Linked DNA regions of Mus musculus: region 2 is linked to region 1. A link is a contact called in public Hi-C data. All regions are on one chromosome and are shown on one strand. The core of a region is the stretch at or near the end of the contact, and the rest is flanking DNA. Distances in the headings are between cores, read along the strand shown.

What was found. A called contact is a pair of places that touch in the nucleus more often than the background predicts.
Region 2: a contact with region 1 is called in a Hi-C map of myocytes, with 2.7 times the contacts expected there. The contact joins two enhancer-like sites. A contact is called at or near these places in 5 of 484 Hi-C or Micro-C datasets (cerebellum, granulosa cells, myocytes and 1 more).

What each region holds. Positions count from the first base shown.
Region 1 is chr3:50,101,725-50,108,039 of GRCm38.p6, forward strand. No RefSeq gene overlaps it. Among named protein-coding and RNA genes, the nearest start is that of Gm40042, 79 kb to the left of the region's middle. Within about 2 kb of position 3,672, at least 17 of the 459 cell types and tissues checked have an H3K27ac peak or open chromatin away from gene starts, as enhancers often do. A contact at or near this core is called in myocytes, where this site is marked.
Region 2 is chr3:50,303,878-50,310,192 of GRCm38.p6, forward strand. No RefSeq gene overlaps it. Among named protein-coding and RNA genes, the nearest start is that of Slc7a11, 140 kb to the right of the region's middle. Within about 2 kb of position 3,949, at least 21 of the 459 cell types and tissues checked have an H3K27ac peak or open chromatin away from gene starts, as enhancers often do. A contact at or near this core is called in myocytes, where this site is marked.

The DNA.
Region 1 (6,315 bases), core at 2,422-4,921:
TCCAGAGTGGTTGTACCAGCTTGCAATCCCACCAACAATGGAAGAGTGTCCCTCTTTCTCCACATCCTTGTCAGCATCTGCTGTTACCTGAATTTTTAAACTTCTCCATTCTGACTTGTGTGACGTAGAATCCAGAGTTGTTTTGATTTGCATTTCCCTGATGATTAAGGATGTTGAACATTTTTTCAGGTGCTTCTCAGTTGAGAATTCTTTGTTTAGCTCTGTACTCCATTTTTTAATAGGATTATTCGATTTTCTGGAGTCCATTTTCTTGAGTTCTTTATATATATTGGATATTAGTTCCCTATCGGATTTAGGATTGGTGAAAATCTTTTCCCAATCTGTTGGTGGCCTTTTTGTCTTATTGACAATGTCTTTTGCCTTACAGAAGCTTTGCAAATTTATGATGTCCCATTTGTTGATTTTCACTCTTACAGTACACGCCATTGCTGTTCTGTTCAGGAATTTTTCCCCTGTGCCCTTATCTTCAAGGCTTTTCCTCACTTTCTCCTCTATAAGTGTCAGTGTCTCTGGTTTTATGTGGAGTTCCTTGATCCACTTAGACTTGAGCTTAGTACAAGGAGACAAGAATGGATCAATTTGCATTCTTCTACATGATAACTGCCAGTTGTGCCAGCACCATTTGTTGAGAATGCTGTCTTTCCTCCACTGGATGGTTTTAGCTCCCTTGTCAAAGATCAAGTGACCATAGGTGTGTGGGTTCATTTCTGGGTCTTCAATTCTATTCCATTGGTCTACCTGTCTGTCACTGTACCCATACCAAGCAGTTTTTATCACAAGCATGAACTTGGCGGAGGTTCCCAAGGTCCCCAGAGGACTCTCCACTCTGCATGCACCCTAGTACACGCAGGATCTTCATGTTAGTTTCTCCGTGCTCTGTAACACTGCAACCCTTGCTAAATTTATTACACTCTTCCATTGTTTCAATAGACATGTGGCTTTGGCAAGCATATCTTTAACAATGGCAAGGTCCCTAGTTTGGCAAACATATTCTGACTATAGTTTTATAATTATTCTCTTGAAACTTAGGCTGATATTATGAAATTAAAAACAAAAAGTATCATTATTATGAGTACAATTGGTTTAAATATATGAGCTAATTACCAGAGTCCCTACTGTTGGTTCTTCTTTCTGCCCACTATTAGGGCCTCTTTGTTCCTATTACCAGCACTCCTTTTATGAGGTTTGGTAAATCCACACTGTTTTCTTCAGAGAAGTCGTGCATGCTCCTGTTAAGTTTATTGCTAGAAACTTTACATTTTTATTAGGTTGTCACAGGGTTCTTTTTTTCATTATATTTTCTAACTGCTTATACTCAGATTGCACACAAAACAGATTTTGTCTATTTATTTATAAGTGGCTTGCTTCTTCAATGGGCTCCCTGAAAATCATAATTCAAGGACACTATAATTCAAGGCTTCTCATCATATCAAGGTTGCCTCCTATTGCATTCCTTTTCAAATTAGAATGGAAGGAGTAGTCCAGGAAATAAGCACTTCTGTTTTACCTTCAGTAATATCTGTCTGTCATCCCAGGCTGGTGAGATGACACTTGCCACCAAGCCTACTGACCTGAGTTTCAGCCTTGAAATTCATATGGTGGAAAGAGATAATCAGTTCCAACAAGTTTTTCTTCAACTTCAAAACATGCTCTTGTGCACGCATGCACTCATATGCCTAGCACACATACACTCACAAACCAAATAAATATAATATTTTGTAAGGTTTGTGGAGTTTTTGAGATAAATACAAAAGATCTCATTTTAAATAATAGGCTATGGCCCCAGGACCTAGAAAAGATATATTAAGTGTCTCCTTACAAAATATAGCCACCACCATCCTGTTTCCCTAACATTATAGAGTATATCTATCAACTAAAAACAGTCAGATGATATGATAGTATATATATAAGTGACCCTAAAAATTCCACCAGAGAACTCCTAAACCTGATAAACAGCTTCAATGAAGTAGCTGGATATAAAATTAACTCAAACAAGTCAATCGCCTTTTTCTACACAAAGGATAAACAGGCTGAGAAAGAAATTAGGGAAACAACACCCTTCTCAATAGTCACAAATAATATAAAATACCTTGGCATGATTCTAACTAAGAAAGTGAAAGATCTGTATGATAAGAACTTCAAGTCTCTGAAGAAAGAAATTAAAGAAGATCTCAGAAGATGGAAAGATCTCCCAGGCTCATGGATTGGCAGGATTAATATAATAAAAATGGCTATCTTGCCAAAAGCAATCTACAGATTCAATGCAATCCCCATCAAAATTCCAACTCAATTCTTCAATGAATTAGAAAGGGCAATCGGCAGATTCATCTGGAATAACAAAAAACCTAGGATAGCAAAAACTCTTCTCAAGGATAAAAGAACCTCTGGTGGAATCACCATGCCTGACCTAAAGCTGTACTACAGAGCAATTGTGATAAAAACTGCATGGTACTGGTATAGAGACAGACAAGTAGACCAATGGAGTAGAATTGAAGACCCAGAAATGAACCCACACACCTATGGTCACTTGATCTTTGACAAGGAAGCTAAAACCATCCAGTGGAGAAAAGACAGCATTTTCAACAAATGGTGCTGGCACAACTGGAGGTTATCATGTAGAAGAATGCAAATTATCTCCTTGTACTAAGGTCAAATCTAAGTGGATCAAGGAACTCCACATAAAACCAGAGACACTGAAACTTATAGAGGAGAAAGTGGGGAAAAGCCTCGAAGATATGGGCACAGGGGAAAAATTCCTGAATAGAACAGCAATGGCTTGTGCTGTAAGAATGAGAATTGACAAATGGGACCTCATAAAATTGCAAAGCTTCTGCAAGGCAAAAGACACTGTCAATAAGACATTATCAACTTTTAATGATCAGAGTCCCAATTGTCATTAGGCCCAAGAGAAATCTTCAAGCCAAAGCTGCTGCGGTTACTATTCAATTTCTGGCATAATACAAAATTTATATTTTATTTATTTGTAGTTTTATTTTTATGTCTAATCTTCATATTATTTTGTTCTTTGGTCATACAATACCACAGTGGTCCTGTATGAGCTAGCTAGCCTTCCTAAGAAAGGGCAATCCCGATACCTTGTTCTTTTATTATTTATTCAGGCAGGTTTCCTTTTTCTTTTTTCCTTTTTCTTTTTATTAGATATTTTCTTCATTTATATTTCAAATGCTATCCTGAAAGTCCCCTATAGCCCCCACCCACCCACCCTGCTCCTCAACCCATCCACTCCTGCTTCCTGGCCCTGGCATTCCCCTGAACTGGGGCATATAATCTTACAAGACCAAGGGTCTCTCCTCCCAATGATGGCCGACTAGGCCATCTTCTCAGGCAGGTTTTCTACATTAGTATAAGTAAGCCTCTGTATAGGGGCAGAGGTAACTCCAGCCAATCTAAGTTTGTTGCTGTATCTTTTTCTCAAAGGGCATACCATATATAGCCCCCAATTTTATAAGCCATGTAATCATCTGAGCACACAGGAGGAAGAGGCTTGTTGTCTGATCTGCTGCTCACTCCTCTAGCCCACCAAATCCTGCTTACCTTTTGAAGTTAACTTTCTTCTAATTGTCTGGTTCCTGAATAAGTGCAGGAGCAGATGTTCCAAGACAGTATTTTGGAGCTGGCGTCTCATAAGACCTCTCCCATTTTCATGTGAGTCAGAATCTCCAGGGCACAAGGAAGACCTTCAAGTACAGCCAGATAAGGGTATCTCTGTAAAAGTTGGAGGGATAACAGGCTCAGGACTTTCTTGGGGCAGCTTAGAAGCAGTACTTCTGAGAGAAGACATGCATTTCCCATCAGTCTAATATCGTCACGTTTTACAAATATTAAAAGCTCCCTACGCATGAAACACTTGGAGAGAAAGACCAAAAGTGAAAGGTTATACAATGGTGACGCATCGTGTGGCTCGGCTTTGTTGGATCTTTGTCAAGCAGCTGTTCTGGCTTCATGACTGTTGTTGCTCCCATTAGATATGGCCACTCCAGTGTGCCAGCTTACTAAAATCAATCTACTGTTGCTTCAGTTTGAATCTGCCAGTGCCTGAAAAATACAAAAGTGGATGCTCATAGCCATCCATTGGACAAAGCACAGGGTCCACAATGAAGGAGATAGAGAAAGTACCCAGGGAGCTGAAGGGGTTTGCAGCCCCATAGGAGGAACAACAATATAAACTAATCAGTACCCCGAGAATTCCCTGGGACCAAACCACCAATCAAAGAAAACACATGCTGGAACTCATGGCTCTAGCTGCATATGTAGCAGAGGATGCGTTAGTCAGTCATCAGTGGAAGGAGAGGCCCTTGGTTCTGCGAAGACTCTATGCCCCAGTATAAGGGAATGCCAGGGCCAGGAAGCGGGAGTAGGTGGGTTGGGAGGAGGATGAAAGGGAAGGGGGTAAGAGATTTTCGGAGGGGAAACTAAGAAAGGAGATAGCATTTGAAATGTAAATAAAGAAAATATCTAATAAAAAAAGAAATTAAGAAAAAATCCCTGAAATGATAGTAATTAAGTGATCCTTTACCAGCATGCATATGCAGGCTAAAAGAAAGGGGAAAAAAAAAAAAGAAAAACGAAAGAAAAAATTTAAATATTTCTAAATCTCAATCCATGACTCTTCTTCTTTTTAATCCAGTTTTGTAATACTTCAATACCTTATTATACTTACTCTAGAGTGTGACCTGTTGGTTAACTAAAAAGAAAACACTTTTGTAATAGTCTAATTACTGGGGTCAATTACATACTTTCTCTATAAGAAAATATTCTTTATCAATAAAAAATAAGTCTCATATTTACCATTTTTCAGATTTCAATATATGGCTAAAAGTTTCTTTAAAATGAATTCTGTCCATCTGTAGTTTTAAGAAAAACATCTGGTAGTATTTGTTTCCAAGCACATGACTATGCCAAGCAGACTATCAGCAAACGACTTGGTAAATGTAAAGTTGGTTTATTTGTCGAAGTCATGGGCAGCTACACTGCCTACAGCTGCCATGACCAAAGAGAGAGAAGATAATCCTGTCTTCAATGAACCACATCAGTTACACCCAATCAAAGTCTACTTCCAGTTTGCACGTAAGTTCTTCTCTAAATAGGGGCTACTCTTAGCCAAGCCTGAGGGCACAAGCCTATAATCCTAGACACTCAGGGACCTGAGAAAGAGAATCCCAGGTTCATAGCCTGACTGAGATATAGAATAAATTCAAGTCCGGCATGACTGTTCTAATAAGGTCCTGCCTCAAAATAAATATAAGAGCTGGAGTTCTATATAGCTCAGTGGTTGAGCACTTAAATAGTGTATATTAGGATCAATTCTTCCTACAGGAAAACAAACAACAAAACCTAAGCATGATATTAACTTCTCCAAAACTTAGTATTTTAACTTTAAAATGTGCTTTAAAATGATAGTTTTCCAGAAAATGAAAGTTTATATACATATTAATGTATAGAATACATGGCCACATTAGAAACATACCTTATCCAAGTGCTTAATTCACAATATATAGCAAGAATTTTTGAAGAAAACATGTTTAGGGTTTAATCATTTATAATAATGTTTTATACATTTAAACAAGAAATGCAATACATGTTCTCATAATGAATGACTTCTTGGTACGCCAATATCATTGATCTGTGATGTTGTAATGGTCATTTCCAGGAATGCTATACAATCCTTTCCCACTTACTTCCCTAACCACAGAAAACATTGTCTAGGTGCTTTTTAATAAGCCTTGGGACTTATTAAAATTCCTGGGATTTGTCATCTCATGGTTCAAAGTTAGGTTAAAATATTACCATTACTTTAGTAATTATTGCATCTTAGACCTTTAACAAGCCTAGCAACTTCCTGTAAACATTATATAAATCCTATCATTTGTTGTGAGTTTAGTTCATAGATGGAAGAAAGGGGAATATGATATAGAAAAGTATTTTCAAAATAGAAACGAGTTCTCTGAAAATTAAACTGAAATGAACACAAACATTCAGATATGTAGATCAGCTCCTCTGAGCCTGTTTAAACAGAAAGTGTCTCTGAGGGTGTCCATGTACACAGACCATTACTGCTAGATAAGCCTGCAGACGCTGTGAATTGGCCTTCCACACTTGTTCCTTAAAGCCATCACAATTTGCAGCTTCCAGACACACTGCTTTGGTGCCCTGTGCCCACCAGCCATACATATTTAAAGCAAAGGTGGAAAGAAACTTTTTGGGAGGCCTTGGTTTTTATGGAAGAGAAGAGCTATAGACTCCCCAATTACTAAAGCGTCTCTGTGAGCCACA
Region 2 (6,315 bases), core at 2,699-5,198, 200 kb after region 1:
CTTGCTCCACAAGGACAGCATGTCACATCCATTGTGCATAAATCCTGAGCAAAGAATAGGCTGGCCACATTAAAGGCTATTTATCTGCAATGCTACTAAACAGCCAGAGATCCCTTGCTGAAGGCGGGGAGGAAGATTGACTGCACACACGGTGCTCTCACTGCTGAGTCCATCATCAAAGAATTCTTCTTATGGGTTGGAACTCACATCTGAAAATTGACTGTGAGTGCTCAGCCCTCTGTTATAGTGACCTAGGTAAGACCTATGCTTCCCACGCGTGAAGCATTTTCTATAATGCACTTCAGAAAGGACTATTTACTCTTGCCTCTTTCAGTGAAGGAACTGATGGTGACCAAAATATATTCCTGCATTTCAGAGCTTAAGGAAGAAGGGCTTGGCCTGCTGCTGGTTCTGATGGGCATAGCAATTATATTGCTTGCCTGTAGGTGGCACCAGTTGGCTGCTACTACCCTGGAATGGTCCATCCTCAAGGCCATCACAGAACGTCAACAGAAGCATCTACCACCAGGATAAGAAGAGGAGCTCAAGTCTTGTTCAAAACTGTGCCTCTCTTGACTAATGCGTTTCCCAGGACCTTGATTAAAGACATCCTCCAGCCCTCTTGGGACCAAGTAAAGGGAGGACAGTTTGAATGTTATTTTACCTCAGAAGATGTCCTTCTCTAATAAACTGCATATTTTGTAGGACACCTAGCATCTCAGCTTTCTTATCCAAAGCCACGATTGAATCTAGCCTCTAGTCAAGAACTAAGCCTCCATGATATGACTCCCTCCTACCACTCTGGCTAAAACTTCCATTGTGAAATCTCAGAAAAAAACTAACTCTCTTGTAAAGTTGGACACTGAAATATGACCAAGGTCAATCGTGCTTAGAAATCACTATTATTCTTACACATAGCTTCCATTTTTGTTATAAATGAAAAGAATTCTCTCCAGCTAGCTTTCACAATGCTACTGACTCTCTCTGACACGTTGGGATCTGCCCACTAGTTAAAAGCCTGAAGGTGATGAGATAGTCGAAGAACAGTCTCAAGATGAGCTGATTTTCCCTTACATGGTTGGCCTATACATTAATTTCTTTACCCATCACTATGATAAAACTCTCAATTAAGAAATAAGGAGTGAGCATTTATTTCAGCCCAGGATCTAAGGAGATAAGTTCACATAAGAGAAAGCATGCTGACAGGTGGCTATACGGTGGCCAGCATATAAGCCTGACAATTGTTAAGTCTTCTACTCTTAATTTGCAGCAGAGAGAGAGAGAGAATATAATATCTAAGAGCAATCATGGAACAACTTCTATGGGTAGATGCTACTTCTTGGTCTTTACAAGGCATCTCAAAGCAACAAAATCAGCAAGGGACCAAGTGTTCATACTATTTCATATTTAAACCAGAGTTCCCTAAGAAACAGGAACAAAGTTTTTTCCGGTCAGAAAATATACCCATCAAAGAAGAAAGGGCATACTCTGATATTCCCAAGCATAGATAAAACTTACACATGTTTTATAGCCCACTGATCAGCAAAGGAGGACAGGTGTTTTCAGATTTGAAACACTTGAAATCCCTTTGTCATGAGTAGTAGTCGATGTGATATCATTGAACAAAGCTGAAAAAGAAAAATGCAGTTGGCTTCTTGGAGCCATGCAGACTGGCACAGCAATGGGGAGATGGGCCATGCATCTAAGTCATTCTCTGTTTCAGGAATCACTCATAGGACCTGACTCTGAGGTTCAGGATCCCTCATGTTTGTATTCATTGTCACATTTATGAGATAGCACCAGCAGGGCACAGATTAATTTGACAACATTGATACTAATCACTGAGAAAAGCTTTTTAACTATGCAGAAGTTTAAAGAAGCTGAGAGCATGGAGATTCCTAATGATGTTAGCATTCCTGAAGTTTTGTCTTGGTAGCACTGAAGAATTTTGAGATAATAAACTTAATTACTCACTTTCCAGTTGTTTATTGTTCTCAGGATATCCCTCTGAAACCCCATAAATCTTTAATCTGTGTAATGACAGTGGTGACATAGTTTTCCCAAATGCCTTGCCTCCAATAGCTATTTTACTCCAAGGGCACCTTTTATTTCAGAGACCACAGTCAGACCTTATTTAATCTTCCCTTTCCCTGCCACATGCATGGGTTCCCAGAGAATCATGAGGGGCCACGGTGTCCCTTCCCAGTCTAAAATCCCTCCCTCACACTCACGTCTCACGCCATTTCTCCTACAGTTTCAGGACTTAGATGCACATCCCATGTACCCGTTTGTGGATCAGTGAGATGTCTAACTCAAAGGACTTTAGACCAAACATGATATAATTAAGAGAAGGGGGTGAATTGTAGTGGGGGTACTACTTAGCTCACAGAATTATATAGACGTTAGAAAGAGGTAGATAAAAGCTAAGAAAGCTCAGACAGTAGGAAGTGCTGTATTTGGAACACTATAAATTCCACAATGAGCACGATCAACCTGCTTCCAACGATCTTTTGCTGTGGAGTCTACTGTGTTTCTCTGAATAATTTCTGTTCTAGCCCCAGATGGAAGCACCTTACTGCCAAGGCGACACTCTGCGTCTGTAACCTCACTGTCTGTGTGGAGAGAAGGAGTGTATCGGATCTGGTCATGCTTATACATGCTGCCCTACTTCCTGCCAAGACCTGAATAACCAGGCTGGGAAAGGCGGTTCAATGCCAAATGGTTTAATGCCATCACAATGGCAGTCAATGGGCAGGAGCTGAACGCTTTCAGCAGAAAATTTCAGAGTGGCCAAGAAGAAAGTGAGACTCCCATACAAAAAGGATTAAATAAAGTGGGAAAAAAATGGCCGGAAACATAGACTAATCTTTGAAGGAATTTTCTATCCATAGAAGGGGTAGTAGTTTGAAAAATAATGCAGGTTTGGAAGTAAGGCTCTCTTTTGCATTGTAACAACCAAATAGAAGTCAGTGAGAGTAGAAACCAAGTTCAAGGTTGTGGTCATTGAGGAGATGAACTGATGAAGGAGTGCACAGAGATAAAATAAAGAACAATGTGTGTAGATTAAACTATAAACAGAGATTTTCCCCTTTAGCATAGGACAAAAAAGGGAAATGAATAAAACAAGAAGAAGGGGAAACAGTATTGCTTATTAAAGGAAGCCAGGACAGGGATCTTGCACCTTAATAGACTGTACAGTGATGCCCAGAGTTCAAAGAATGAAGGAGAATTTAAAAAGAAAAGACAAAGAGAGGGAGGTAGAAAGGAAAGCTGGGTGCCTGGAAAACATTAAGAACCGCTACTATAAAAAGGGATAATGAACTAGGCATGAATAAAAGATCTAGTGGAATGGAGAACCACTTCCTATCTTACTGCCTAAAAGCTGTGTAGTAACAGTCACTGACTTTGGGCTGATAGATTTTTCCATTAGGGAAACAGCATTCTCTCCACCCAGCTATCCAGACTCCAGTAACCACCTTTTTCAATGTAATCATACATATAACAGATGTAGGAGGGTTTTTAGACCCACATTCAGACAACTAAGATACACACACACACACACACACACACACACACACACACACTCATACACTCTAGTTACCATCATGAGGCACTTCTGACAGGTTGCACATGAGTACCAAGTACAGCTGTCTACTGCAGCCTTCTCTGTGGTTTCTGTGGTGTCTCGCATGCTTATTCATGGAACCAGAATTTAACCACCCATTAAGAGACTAGAACAGGCCTCAGATTCCCCTTGGCCTTCTGAGGTTTTATCCCCTTTGCTAAGACTTTTCCAGATGCATTTTGGTAATGACACTGTATCAAGCTTCAGAAATCAACAGCCTGCGCTCAATCTGCTATAGGAATCTTCCCAGAAGAAAGGGATGTTTCATCCGGCGGAGTCATTCATCCTAGCCTGGACTCTTCTGCTTCTGATCCTCCCCTGTTAAAAACATAACACACTGGAGGAAGATTGTGCTATATTTCACCAGTACTCCGTGCCGCTACCGAGGGACACTTCCATCTGTTATTTGCTCTCAGCTTTGCCTACTGATAAAACAGGAAGGACAGCTTGCTGATGGGCTCTTTGAAGCAAATGGCTCTACTCTTTCCTGCAATTAATGTTTGTAAATTATTTCTACAGTAGTCAGCAGGTATAGTACCACCATTTACAGATTACTTTCAATAAATCAAGAGCCCGCGCTCCTTCTGAGAGGACCTCCATTACAATGCGACTCGTGGCTAGTGGCCTGCTCTACCCGTGATGAAAATTGCTCTGTGTGTAATCGAATACTCTCATTAATTCTGTCAATTATCATTCCCTCGTGGGGAGATCTGAAGGTTGTGCACTGAGTTGTTGAAGTTTCCTTTTATGTGTAGTATGTGTTGTTCACAGAATCTGGTAGTTAGGGCACTTCAAAATTTCACAGTAAGTTAATAGCCCTTTGGCTGCTAGAGAGAGAGAGATGGCTCACAACAACAAAGCTGATTACAATGGAAGCAATTTGGTATTTTTCCCAGGATTACTCTGTTGTTTAGATGATAAATTGTTTTTAGAGTAGAGAAATAATTATATATTTTACAGCCTCTGCACTGTTTTAGGGAAAATTCCTTTAGACCTATAATATAAACCTCCTTTTCTAATTTGAAAAATTCTTTTACTTAAACTTTCTATTTTTATTTTATTGACTCAAAAAATTTTGGTTAAATTTGACCCTGGGTGGTGTTGCTGCTGCTGTTGTTGTTTTTAACTGATTATTTCCCTATGTTCTATAATGATCTATTTTCCAGGGAAAGAAAATGGCCATATAACTTGCATTAAGAGTGCCACTCTCAAAGTTTTAGAACAGGGATTTTAACTTTCCAAGACACATCTCTCCTTTCAAAGCAGAAGCATGGGAAAGAGAATGATGGATTCTAAAGGTGACCCAGGTAGGAAGAGGCCACTGGAAGTAGGACAAGGGACACTGGAAGACTATCCAAAGCCTAAGGTGGCAACAACCTCTTCATCGGGGTCTATTAGGTGAGAACGTGAACTCTTACCAAGAGAAAAGATGAAAGGGAGATATCAAGTGGCAGAAGTATTGCAGAGTCTCACTTAAAGCAACTCAGTGCACATTAGGGACATGAAATGCAAAACATTACAGGAGTGTGTGCAAAGGAATTAGGCATGAAGCTCCCACATGATATGAACAGGATCTTCCTCTGGACAATTTTAGGAAAGAATAAGCCATTTAGTACTGAGACCTATGACCATTAACTGCCTTTCCTAGTAGTCATGGCCTTTGCTTCTGTGTTCACAATACTATGGCAGCAACTAGAGAGCATGCTAGACATTGAACACTAAACTAGTTGCACAGGGTACCACACATGAATGTCAATGATTATTGGAGTTGTCACTTTTTAAAAGTCAGCTATCTTTCAGTGAGAGGGAAGACAACATTCTTTAGGAGAAAACCATATACTTTACTAAGAAGTAAAGGGAATAAAATACCCAGAGAGTCTTTAATTACCATTGAAGTAGTCTCTTTCCTTTTTTAACTTTCAAGTATCTCATTGTCCAGTGCCTGTGGAAGTTACCTGAGAAACATCACGATTTAAGTGGAAAACAAACTGCAAACCAGCAGACCAATCAGGAAGACACAAAGTGAAATGAGATACTGTTCTGAATGCTTTCTTAAAAAGTAAAAAATAAATAATTATCAACAAGGCAATGCAGTTGTGAAGATCAGCAAGACCAGTACAGAACGGCTTGTGAAGAATAAGAACAAATCATTTTGCTCTATTTTGTAGGCACCTTCCTTTGAACAGGTAAATGATGAATTACTACAAATTTGGCAAAGCTTTAGGGCCATTTGATTCTCAAGTCATGGAAGACAGAAGTGTTTTACAAATCCAGAGAATGGATGGAGGTGTAATGTCTAGGTTTGGGAACAAGGGCAGAAGACCTAACATGGAGTCAAAGTCTCCTATAAAACTGACTTCAGCAGGAGATAACAAGTTGCTTTCAAAATTCCCAGGAACATACATTGGGGATCTGGCTTAGTAGGAAAAGTGCTTGCCATGAAAGTATAACGGTTTATATCTTCTACAGCTATGTATAAAAGTCTAGCGGGCTCAATGATCTCAGTGCTGGGAAAGCCGAGACAGGTGGATTCCCCAGAGACCTCCAGCCAGCAAGAAAGGCCAAATCAGAGAGCTCTGGGTTCACTGAGACACTCTGTCTCAGAAAAACAACAGCAGAGAGCTAAAGATGAATACACATGGCATCACTCTTGCTTCTTTGCTTGCGTGCATACACATGCATGCACATGT